2 separate regions of the Sus scrofa genome follow, and region 1 is linked to region 2. The links are chromatin contacts, called in public HiChIP or PLAC-seq maps. All regions are on one chromosome and are shown on one strand. The core of a region is the stretch at or near the end of the contact, and the rest is flanking DNA. Distances in the headings are between cores, read along the strand shown. Region 1 holds the start of GNA13 (guanine nucleotide-binding protein subunit alpha-13). Region 2 holds the start of PRKAR1A (protein kinase cAMP-dependent type I regulatory subunit alpha).

What was found. HiChIP or PLAC-seq counts read pairs in DNA pulled down with a chosen protein or histone mark.
Region 1: a contact with region 2 is called in an H3K27ac HiChIP or PLAC-seq map of alveolar macrophages. The contact joins the promoter of GNA13 here to the promoter of PRKAR1A in region 2. A contact is called at or near these places in 2 of 47 Hi-C or Micro-C datasets (heart right ventricle and liver) and 2 of 2 datasets of contacts at active chromatin or transcription factors (alveolar macrophages and skeletal muscle).

What each region holds. Positions count from the first base shown.
Region 1 is chr12:11,963,369-11,969,245 of Sscrofa11.1, forward strand. GNA13 (guanine nucleotide-binding protein subunit alpha-13) reads right to left here and starts at 3,545. Exons shown (of 4, transcript XM_003357998.4): 1 at 2,939-3,545; 2 at 1-172. The coding sequence starts at 3,221.
Region 2 is chr12:11,677,809-11,683,752 of Sscrofa11.1, forward strand. It overlaps PRKAR1A (protein kinase cAMP-dependent type I regulatory subunit alpha), which reads right to left and starts at 2,901. Exons shown (of 11, transcript NM_214026.1): 1 at 2,834-2,901.

The sequences.
Region 1 (5,877 bases), core at 2,295-4,794, 290 kb after region 2:
AAAGCTCTTATAGCAGGAAGATACTGCAAAAAAACTTGAGTTTCCACGATTCCCTGGGCGGTCAAGGGGGTGCGAGTGTCAAAGGCCATCATCTTGTCGCCATGGAGCTGGTTTGAGTTATCTCCCCAAGGAATGTGAAGCTTCTCTCGAGCATCCACCAGCACCCTCATACCTTCATTTGGAGGAGAAAAAAAAAAAAAAAAAAAAGGTATGAGGAAAGTCATTAGATATTCTCAAGAGATTTGACTCCAGTATTATTTCCTTAAACTTCTTGAGAACTCCAGGCCCAGTGCCTCCAAAAATGAAGACTAACAGTCAAAAGTAGAGTAATTTCTCAGTGTAAAAAAACTGTTATTCACAGTCATAAAATCAGAGCTTTGAAAAGCACATGCAATTACCACAAGTACTTCCTGAAGGATTTTAACATGTTCTCATTTATAAAGTAAGTTCTGCGTAGAATGTTGTCACCAGAGAACCAAAACTAGTGAAGGAAAAAGAAACGATAAAGTTGTACGTACAGCCTGCACGTCCAGGCTCTGAAGAAGGATCTGCAAGGTTTTCTGAGTCCCTCAAAGAGATATTTATTTATGAAATGTCAACAACAAACAATGTCGCCCTGTGGCCTATTTGGTCCCCGAGCACCGGCTGAGCCCAACGCTGAGTCTTCCAGGAAACATTCAAAACTCAAAAACTCCCAATACCAAGCTTTAAATCAGTGTGAGGCACACGATGGCCTTAGTTAGACTTCCCTAAAAGGAGGAAGACCAATTGCAAAAACAGTATAAAAACAGAGATTTCAAACTCATGGTGATTAATTCAAACCCATTATTTCTATCATTAAGCTGTTACTTTTAGTCCCTCTCAATAATCACATGGCTCTTAGGTCACTTGTTTGGATAACTGAAAAACTGTTTGGCTGTCAATTTTCTGATCATGCCAACTCAAAAAAGTAGATGGCTAGTGACTTCATCTCATAATCAAGGCTCAAAGTAGGTCACACTTAGAAGTCAGAGCACATTGAGAACCAGGTGTTAAAAGAGGGCCAGGTACAGTTCCTGTCGTGGCTCATCAGAAACGAACCCGACTAGTATCCATGAGGACGCAGGTTGGATCCCTGGCCCTGCTCAGTGGGTTAAGGATCCAGTGTTACCGTGAGCTGTGGTGTAGGTCGCAGATGTGGCTCAGATCTGGCATAGCTGTAGCTGTGGCTGGGGCAGAGGCCAACTGCTATAGCTCAGATTGGACCCCTGGCCTGGGAACTTCCATATGCCATGGGTGCAGCCCTAAAATGACAAAACAAACAAACAAAAAAACCAAAACATGAAAAACAAAACAGGGCCAGATGTTTATTTAGCTGGCTTATAATCAGTTAACATGTTAACTATTCACTGACAGAACTCCTTAAGTTTGGGCATCGGTATACAAAGGTACCTTCAATTAGAGCCTGGTTAGGCAGAGTCTTCGGCTTTGAAAGACACCTCAATTAATGTTGCACTACTAAACGTTAAGAAGGGATAAATACAACCGGTTTTTTTTAATAACTTAACTGCAGAGGTACTAGGGCTGGCTGTGGTCTATGAGTTCCTGGCGCAGTGCTCTCCCCCGTTATTAGCTTCACAAAGCTTCCCCTTCCCCCCCCCCCAAGCAGTTTTCCTCTACTCAATCCTGGGAGAAAAAAAAGTGACACCAGAGAGTAACTTAAGCACTTCCTGAACAACAAAAAAATCCCACTCAAAAAAATGCTGCTTGGAAAAGCTTGAAATCTATAGCGAACTCCTAGATAATTGCTACCCAGATGCAACAGAGAGAATCCTGACACACCTGAAGTACCAGACTCCGTACCGCAACTTTGGCAAATGCCTTTTATAAAGTAGAAAATATGATACAAAGAAAATGAAGTGCTAATTAACACTCAAACGACAAAAATAAAATCCCTCTTCTCTTAGCTCTTTGAAAGACCAGAAATAAAGTTCTTGTGCGTTTTTCACTTATTAACAAGGCTTAATCTAACTTAAAAAATACTGACAAACAGAAGCAGAGCCGACACTGATTCACTGACTCAACTTGTACAGGCTCTGCATCACTTCTAGGCCAAAGATTCTTTATTATCAACACACAGTTTAATTTAAGTAGTAGAAGCAAGTGGTGGTACCCCTTCCCTCCGGCCCCCAGTTACTAAGCAAAAGGAGAGTGGAACGTGTTGCATAGTGATTACAGGCAAACATCCTGCCCCACCGTGACACCCGGGCGAAAAACCACCGCTGCGAACTTTTTTAGACTAACTAAATGGGGCTACTCTTTCCTGACGCCAGTACAATAAACAGGACACCCTCAAGTTTCATATCCTTGCCCCAAAGGGTCCAAGAGCAGTCACCGTTCGCCCTTGACCAGAGTCTCGGGCAAAAGTTTCCTCATTGCGATGGTTCCAGAACACTGGAAGGGCCAAGGAAGCAGGGAAGTGGGAGCAGCCCCGATCCCATGTGACTCGGGCACCCACCCACCCGGGAAGGCGAGGCTGGGCAGGCAGCGCTGGGGCGTGGGGTCAGGGTGTAGGGTCTGGGGCTGGCTCTCGGGTCTGCTGCCTCGTCCGGAGGAGGGAAGACAGGAGGGGGCACCCCGCACTCCCGGCACCCGGCTCCCTTCACTTCCCTTCTCGCAGGGGGCGAGGCCAGCGACGGAGTGGGGGGTGGGGGGCCAGCCGGGATCCCTGCCCCGCAGCAAGAGGGAAAAGGGGCACCCCCAGGCATCCCCTCCGCTGGGGGCAAGGGCACCCCGGGCAGGCAGGGTCGGTGCCCGGGGCGCGCCCCCTTCCCGCGCGCCCGCCCGCCGGGCCCGTTTCTACTCCGGGGACTGAGCGAACGAGGGCGGTGCCCGGTCCCGCGCCGGCCCGCGGCCGCCCCCGGCCCCCGGCCCCCCGGCTCCGACCCCGGCCCGGCACCTTTGATCACGTTGCTGTAGATGGTGGGACGGAACTCCTCGCGCGCGCGCTGGTCGAAGTCCTGTCCGTGGATGATCCGCATCTGCTTCAGGAAGGTGGACTTGCCGCTCTCGCCCGCACCCAGCAGCAGGATCTTCACGAGCCGCTTCACGTAGGTCTTCTCCCGCGACAGGCATTTGTCGATCTCTTTGGACTTGCGCTGCTGCTCGGCCTCGCCGCTCGTCAGCACGCAGCCGGGGAAGCACACGGACAGCACGGACCGCGACGGCAGGAAGTCCGCCATCTTGCCGCCGCCGCCGCCGCCGCCGCCTCGGCGGGCCCCTCCGGCTCCCTCCACCTCCTCCTCGGGCGGCGGGCGGCTCCGGCACCGCGGCTCGAGGGCGGGGAGCGCAGTGGCGACCCGAGCGCGCCGGGGGAGGGAGGGAACCAGCGAACTGACTCGCAGGGCGGGCCAGGCGAGCCGGGGAGGGAGGGAGGGAGGGAAGGAGGGCGGGCCTGGGAGGGGCGGTGGCCCGGGGGACGTGCGCGTGCCCGCTGCCTCCGGGGGCGCGCGCGCACGCCGCGGCGGCTCCTCCGACCCGTGCGCTGGGCCGGAGAATCACGTTCTACTGTGAATTCGCGGCCGCCGTCAGGCGCGCGCGGGGAGGGGTTGAAGGGGTGGGGCCTTGTGTTCATGTGATCTCGGGCTGGGCGCCTTGCAGAGCCAGCCTTTCTGTTTCCCTTTAATTAGCTGCACCCACTTACGCGCCCAAGGGCTGCTTCCGGGAGCCCTGGAGGCTGGGGCCCGGAGAGAAGAACTCAGATGCAGCACTTTGGGTTCCCCAACCGCTCCCGCCGCGGTTACGTGCGGGTCGCCGGCTGTCATCGTTCGCTCTCCTAGTTTCGAGGCCATTGGCTTGAATGTTATTCAAAGAGCGAGCGCGAGTTGGGCAAGTTTTTGGTGCGTTTTCCTAGAGTATCTTCCTTGACATCCTGCTCTCACAAACTCAAAACGTTAACCAAACATCTTCACATCCTCCCCAACACCGGCCCGCAGCTCTCTTCGGTATTCTCTGAGCCCTACAAAGATCATCTCTTGGAGGAGAAAGACTTCGTGTTGATGTTAATCTGAGATGGGCGAGGAGGGGTTGTTGATGTCTCATTGATGCGGATTCCAACCCAAGCTGCTGAAATCAAGATGTAGCTGCAGTAGGGTGAGGTCATGGTGAAAATCCCCCTTAACCGGACACTGTGATGCAGACTCTTCCCTAACAAGGAAGCAGATAAGCAAACAGACCGAGGAGAAGAGCCGGCAAATTTTAGGTTTCCTGCCAGATTACAGAGGATATGACCAGCCAAGGGACTTTTTTCCTATCCTAATAGCAGATTCAGGCCAGGACACCTGAAGGGCTGCCAGGAGACAAGCGACCAGTGACAGCTGGGTTGGCCCCCAAAAGCCAACTTCTTCATTCTTGGTATTCTAGTTTTAAGTGCAAAAAGGCTTTTGGGGTGGTCTCCGTTTATGGCAGTACAACCCTAATGTTCCTTGATGAGAACTTCTGTGGCTCAGAAACGTCTATGCGTCAGAAACTGAAGAAAGAGGTCAGCACTCCCAAGAGGCTCAGGAACAGGTTTAAATTTTAAAAATCAGTGCTAATCAGTTCACTGTCTGGGTTGGGTTAATGTCCGAGGAGCCTCATGACTCAGTAAACTGGCTGCAGTAAACAGTGCCTGTAGTGGGATTATCTCCTCTTGTCCTGGCCAAGCCCACAGGGTGGACAAGCTACAATATACAAAGTAGTGTAGGTTCAACTCTTAATATCTAAGGATTGTTAGGGCCAGAATCACTAGGTGGTGCCTTCAGGTAAAATATAGGGTAAACGTCTCTCCTGGTTGCAAGATCTCTCTGTGGCCTCAGCTAGTGTTTGGGAGGCTCTGTTCTCCACCCATGAAAGGATGAACCAGGGCAGGGGTCTAGCACCGGCCTCCAAGCACCCTTTCTATATGGACTCCAGATGCTAATCTGAATTCTACGAAAACAGGAAGAGGGAAGCCTATCAGTTAAGTAGTTAACATATTTTTTTTTCTTTTTCCAAAAGTGTGTGCAACGTAATGGAGAACCAAGGATGCCTAGGAGGCAGGAAGGTATTCCTGCCCAGCCAGTTCATGTTGTGACATGCAAAACAGCAGAGAAAGCTATTCAAAGCCCTGCCTATAACCTTGTGTTGGAACAAGCTTAGCTCAGAACTGGCCCAGCTGCTCTAATCGATGTTTCTGAAAAATGAGATCTCTTCGGGCCTCGCCTGAGTTTTGGCTGCAGTAGTCCAACTGTTTCGAACTGTCTGGTAATCCAGCTCCCTTGAAAATGTGAGCATATAAATGAGCCAGAGGTCTGGCGGTTCCTCAGAAAGTTAAACATAGAATTGCCACATGACCCAGCAGTTTCACTCCTGGGTATATATCTAAAAGAACTAAAAACAGGCATTCAAGGGAGTTCCCTTTGTGGCTCAGCGGTTAAAGAACCCGACTAGGATCCATGAAGATGCGGGTTCCATCCCTAGCCTCGCTCACCCGGTTAAGGATCCGGCATTGCTGTGAGCTGTGGTGTAGGCCGGCGGCTACAGCTCCAATTCGACTTCCATGTGCCACAGGTGTGGCCCTAAAAAGAAAAAAAAAAAAAAAAACAAGCATTCAAAGAAAAAACTGTACACCTAGGTTTATGGCAGCACTATGCAGAATAGCCCAAAGGGGGCATCAACTCATATATCCATCAGTGGATGAATGGAAAAACAAAATGTACATCCAGGCAATGCAATTATTCAGCCATAAAGAGAAATGAAGTACTAATACAGGCTACAACATGAAAGAGCCCTGAAAACATTATGCTACATGAAAAAGCCTGTCACAAAAAAGCCACATATTGTAAAGTTCCATTTCTATGAAATACCTGCAATAGACAA
Region 2 (5,944 bases), core at 1,651-4,150:
GCAAACCCCAGTTTGGCCTTTGACTTAACAAATTCACTAGGCAACTGATTCACAGCGCATTTTTTTCCTAGGTGGTTTTTTTGTTTGTTTGTGTTTAAACTGGGAGGTGAGAGCTAGGGAGTAAAACACGAAGAGAAACAGCATTCTCTCAAAGAAGTGTTTCATTTAGGTCCTGCTGCACAGGATCTTGGCTCCGCAGGCAGCAACAGTAAAAGGCTCAGCTCCCAGGAGGAAGTAGGAGCCACTATCCCCTGCAGAGGCGGGGTGCTGAGGAGTCAAGCCCTTAAGGGAATTTCATTCAGTTCTCCTCCTGCAAAAGAAATCATGATGACGTGGGAAGTGTGTAAATGGTAAACAGGACAGAGAATTACAAGGGCACACGAGGCAGCTCTAAGCGAAAGCAAGTAAGCACAACGAAGAACATCTGACATGCACTATACGTAAACCCATATCCCAGGGGAGTGTCCTAATACCACTCAGCACACCACTGGAGCAAAGGCTCTAATGAGCCAACTACCACCAACGTAATCAAAAAATTTTTAAACACAAAAGAAATCCCAGATGAGTTTTAAAAGCAATCTTTCATTCCAGACTCTTTTTTACCAGATTCCAGACCCAGATGACAACACACTTACTGGTAAGAGGGAAAAATCCTTACTAGAACACACACACCAAGTAAACGATAAAAGATTTGGACTGGAAGATATCAAAACATTTTCTTCGTCTGGACAGGAAAATGTTAAAACATGCTAAGTCTTAAACTCACATGAAGATTCAATAGATAAATTGCATTTAGAGAATTTTAGAAGGTTCATCAAACTACCTTGATGTAAAGTAAGATAAACAGAATTATAATGGGCAGCTATTCCTACCCTGGAATTAAAAGTTATAACTACAGAGTCATGACACTGTTTCCCTTCCAACTCCTAATTATCAAGGAACTAAGATTAGAAGAAAAAGCAGATCCCCTCCACTCTGCAACTGAATTCAATACCAATCAGTCTTTTCCAAATATAATGCACACAAAACCACTGAGATGAAACTATGTTTAAAAGGAAAAAGAAACACCAGAGTAAAGAGCTAAAGGGCTAAACTGTTACTCATTTTGTTTTGACAACTTTCATCATAAAGGTCAATAACAGTAGACTAATTAACAGACCATGACAAAGTCTGTAGCTCCCTGAGGAGCACATAAATTACAAGTCATAGAAAAAGAACCATGATACTTGAGAAATAAACACTCCAAAACACAAAAATGTTCCGTGACCCTAGGATAGATTTATACCAGCCACTTTTCCAGCTCAGACAGCCAGACTGAGAATCCACTTCAATAGAATTTTCTGCATTTGAAAAAATACTGAAAACCCCCAAGAACAATGATAAATCACATCTTTTTATGCTTCAAAACATTCAGGCATGTTTCAGGAATATCAATACATGTATTCATGTATTCATTTAACCAGACAAATCACTCAGATCAAGTCTGTAGTAGAAATGAGAGAACTGGGTCTAAGAGGTGAAATGGGTTTTTTGTTCGCAATGTATTAAAAAGACCAAAAAGACGACATTGGAAATAAGATCACATATTAACAAAAATGTCCCAGGATTTATGCCGTCTCCGTGTGAAGCCCTGAATATCCATAATTTATGGTCTTAATACTTTTAATTGAATACAACCTACATTAATTCTGTACTTGTACTTAATTTTAAGAGCCTAACAATTTAGCTTTAGCTTCCCTCGCCATCCAATTATTGCACTGCTTTAAAACGTGCACTGCATCGTCTCTACAAATCAGAACACACTCAGATTCTTTCTTTTCAAAATTCGGTTGTGATAAAACGCAGCTTCAAAACGATTACGTGCGAGGAAATATTGATAACGCTCTGAGAAACTTGCTGATTCAGACCGCAGACCCTCAGACCAGCCAGGAACACCTCCTTGGGGTCATCCCGAGGGAGTGTTAGCTTTCCTTCCTCTGAGAAAAACACCAACCTCCTAGGAACCTCTCAAGTAGTTAAGTCTTTTGGCATCGCGTCTGCACTGAGCTGGAGGGGTTAATAGGTACCGCATATTTTTCGAGAGGAAGGACAGGAAAAGTGCCCTTCTCTTATGCCACAGTCATGGCCACAAAATGAAGAGGCCGACCCTTCATCCTACGCTAGTCGGAAGGCCACAGTGGTGGCAAGGAGATCTCGGGGGGGGGGGGGGAGCGACGGGGGGGAATCGGGAAAGGGAGGGAGGTGAAAGGGGACAAAAGGAAATTCAGGAGCCAGGCCAGCATCATCGTGGGGGCGGTAATCTCAGAAAGGAGAGGAAAAGCGATTGCGGGAGATGACAAGGAAGAGAACGGGGAAGAGGAAAACAAGAGCTGCCTAGTCTCAAGACAGGCCAGAAACGGTGGAGGGGACGCGCGGGGGCGGGGGGGGGACGACGGCGGATTCCGGGGAAATCAAGCCGTTGTCCTTCAGGAAATGGGGGAGGGCGAGCGCGAAGGCCGCGGCGCGCGGGGGCGGAGGCGGCGGGGGCGCGATGGCCGCCGAGGCCCGGGGGCCCGAAGGCCGCGGAGTGGGGGAGTGAGCGGGAGCAGGGTGGCTGGGAAGCCCTGCTCCGGAGCAGACGCCCGGGAGGCCTTGGAGGTGCAGACTCCCGGCCGGGGGCGCGGCCCCGGGCGCGAGGCCTGCGGGGAGGCGCCCGCCGGGGAGGGGCAGGGGGTGCGGCCGTCCCCCTGCAGGTCGCTCCCCGTGACGCCATCTTGGATCGGTCCAGCGCCCCCAAACGGGCGGCGGGGCGGCGAAGCTGGCCGCACTGAGGCCCTCCGCCGACCCCACTCACCTGGGGACAGACGGCGGCGGGCACGGGATTACCGGTGTGAGGTGACGGCTTGCTGAGCTCCCTCAGCGTTTCCCTCCCAGCCCGGCTGCACACAGCGATAGCGGCTCCGCGGCGACTCCACCGGAAACGGCTAGCCACAGCCAATCAACGCCCGGCTGCTGACGTCAATGCGCCTCGCTCTGGCCAGAGCCGTTGCCTTGGCAACCTTAAAGGTGCAGCGGGGCCCCGTCCGCCCCCGCCGCTCCTTGAAGGACCCTCGCCTCTCCTCTCTAGGAGCGTTCCTTTTCTGCTTTTTTGTCTTACATCGTCCCTCATCTGCACCCTTTCCCCACGCTTGCCTTTTGTCTCTCCCCCACTCTCTCTAGCCTGGGGCTCTCCTCCTCTGTTCACCTGCCGCCCCTTACCTGTTCCTCTCTGGACGCCTCAGGTCCCCTTTATTCTTCTGCTCTTCGCTCCTTCTCTGAGCGACTATCGGGAGCTCCCCTCTCCTCCTCCTCTTCTCTCTTCTCCTCCCACCCTCACTCCTACCTCCCTCGCCGCCTCGGCCTTTTCTCCCTCCCCTCAACCCCCTTCCCCCACCCAGGCCAGCCCACTTAGGGAGTCTCGGATGACAGGTGGGCGACTCCGCCCAGTGGCCCCTGCCGGAGGGGGACGTTGGGCGGGGGAGGGGAGATTCCAGCCGTTTCCAGGCCCAGGAGGAGGTGGCCGCCCCCGGCGGATCCGCAGCAGCTGCGCCACTGGCCAAACGCGGGCGGATGCCGAGATGCGCACGCCCCGCCGCGCATCCTGTGCTCCGCCAGCACCGCGCGGGCCTCCGGCCTCCGGCCCGCCATCCGGTCCAGGAAATCTGAGCCCCGCCAACTGTCTGCTTGGCAGATAGGACTGCTCTCCCCTCCCGGGGTGCTGTCGTCAGTGGAGGCCACCCAGGCCCCATGGGCACAAAATGCTGGAAAGGACTTTGTCAAGGTCCAAGAGAGGCCTGAGTCTTTCTAGAACCTGAAATGCCCCCCATCCTCGCACCTGACCCCGCACGGTGAGAAGTACAAAAGTGCAGATGGGCACAAACCCTCCATGACCACACAAGAAATCTCAACTGCCCGCAAAAACTGCATTAATCAGGGATGAAGGAGGAAGAAGTGGGGGAACGGCTTCTTTGCTGCTTCGGCCATTTTTTTTTCCATCACTGAATCTGTCCGTGGATAAAGGGGGTGCAGGGGACAGTTTCAGACATATAAAATCGCCAGATGAATAAAGGAGGCCCTTGGAACACATGTATCCTCGTGTCTGGCTGGTACCTGTTGTACTCGGGTTATATACTCTAGGATGTATGTATAAAATATACCATGGGTTTAACACAATACCCCCCCAAAAAAAACCTCTCATAAATATCTCATTAATAATTTGTATACTGATTCCAGGTCAAAATCATAATAATTTTGGATACATTATTATGAAATATTTTAGAGTTAATTTCGCCTTTTTTAACATTTTTAACGTAGCTATTAGGAAAATTTTAATTACCTATGTGGCTCATATCAGTATTTCTGTTCGACATCACAGTCTTAGCAGGCCGACTTCTTCCCTCCAGCTACCAGCATGACAGGGCTCCTGCTTAGCAGAGTATCTCTTTTATTTAGTTGTGGTTATCCTCTGCTTTCTGAAAGTCAAAAGAAGCACAGGCAACATCGGAAGGGCCAGATTAGGCGGTAAGAGAGGAAGGTAGGAGGGAAGTTTTTCTCCCACCCACACCCCTCATGCGGACTATCTTTCACCCAGGAATGGGTTGAATGGGGGATTAAAGACAGAACCGAGTCATATAGGATTTCACCCTTGTCAGTACAAAGAAGGGTTTATAAACTGAACCCTAAGCTAGCAAGCAGGAGAGGGAGGGAATTCGATAGCTTTGAGCAGGCCTGGTCGTGTTCTGCGAAGAAAACACCGCCGTCAGATAAATCTGAGTTTGGTTTCAGGATCTGCCATCTCCGGTAATTGACTTAATCTCCATGAGCCTCAGTTTCCTCACCCTAAAGGATAGGGAGGGCTGTGCTAAAATTAGCTGGTAAAGATAATACCAGCACACAGGTCTCTAGCACTTTATTCCTAGCACTGTTTTAGGTGCTTCACGCACAATAATTAATCTTCACAATAGCTCTCGCATCGGTATTATTTACTGTTGTTAACTGTTACTGTTACCGAAGGAAAATGAGTCATGGAGCAGCTAAGTGCCCAGTGTGGCTCCTACCCAGGCAGTGAACTTAATCACTCTCCTTTGCAGCGTGTATGTGAATCAAGTGCCCAGCACAGGGTGCAACACAAGAGATAAATGTTAGTTTGCTTTCAACGTATCCTCCCCTTCCTAAGGAGTTAACCACACTACCAGGTTAAGACTGAATTGTACTGGGTCACATTGTCAGTCCTGACACAGGCAAGACACTTGGAATGAGGAAACCAGCAAGCTGGTGACATGGAGCCCCAAGCTTTGAGTGACAGCTGGTTCCGTGCTGAAGCCTGGGTGTGTGTCCCCATTCAGCTGCATTCAGGCGCCACTCCAGCCACGGGCCAGGCCGTTTCCTGTGTCAGTCGTGCTCAACCTTGTTCTAGCTGCCAAATCCACATATGCTATGGCTTTGAAAGACGAAAAGGGAAATGGGCAGTAGAAAGCTGAGCCTTGGGAGAGTTCCTGAAACAGCTGTTCTGCAAAGCCCAACAGCCTCAGTGGCTTCCAAAGGGCGCAAAGGCTCTTTCAGTGCCGCTGGGAGAATAACAACTTGTAAAATTTCCTTTCAGAAATGACAGCTGTTCCACTCTAGTTTCTGTGTGGTTTTGCCTTCTGCCCTGGATTCCAGGGTCTGTCAGCCATTTTTTTTTCTTTGTGGTTTGTGTCCTTGCAAAGCTCAACAGAATGAGTGTCTCAGTTTCTAGAGTTAGTGGAGGTGTAAGTCCATCTTTCTCTTTAAAAGTGAATTCCTTAATTGCTGTTACAATGTTTGTGAAACCTTAGCAAACAATTGTAAAAGCAAAATAACATCAGTTTTGCAGTTAGTAAGCAGAGAGAGGACTAAGAAAGCCAGTGGAAAAGGAAGGAATTTTTTGGCAGCCTATTTTTTTAGT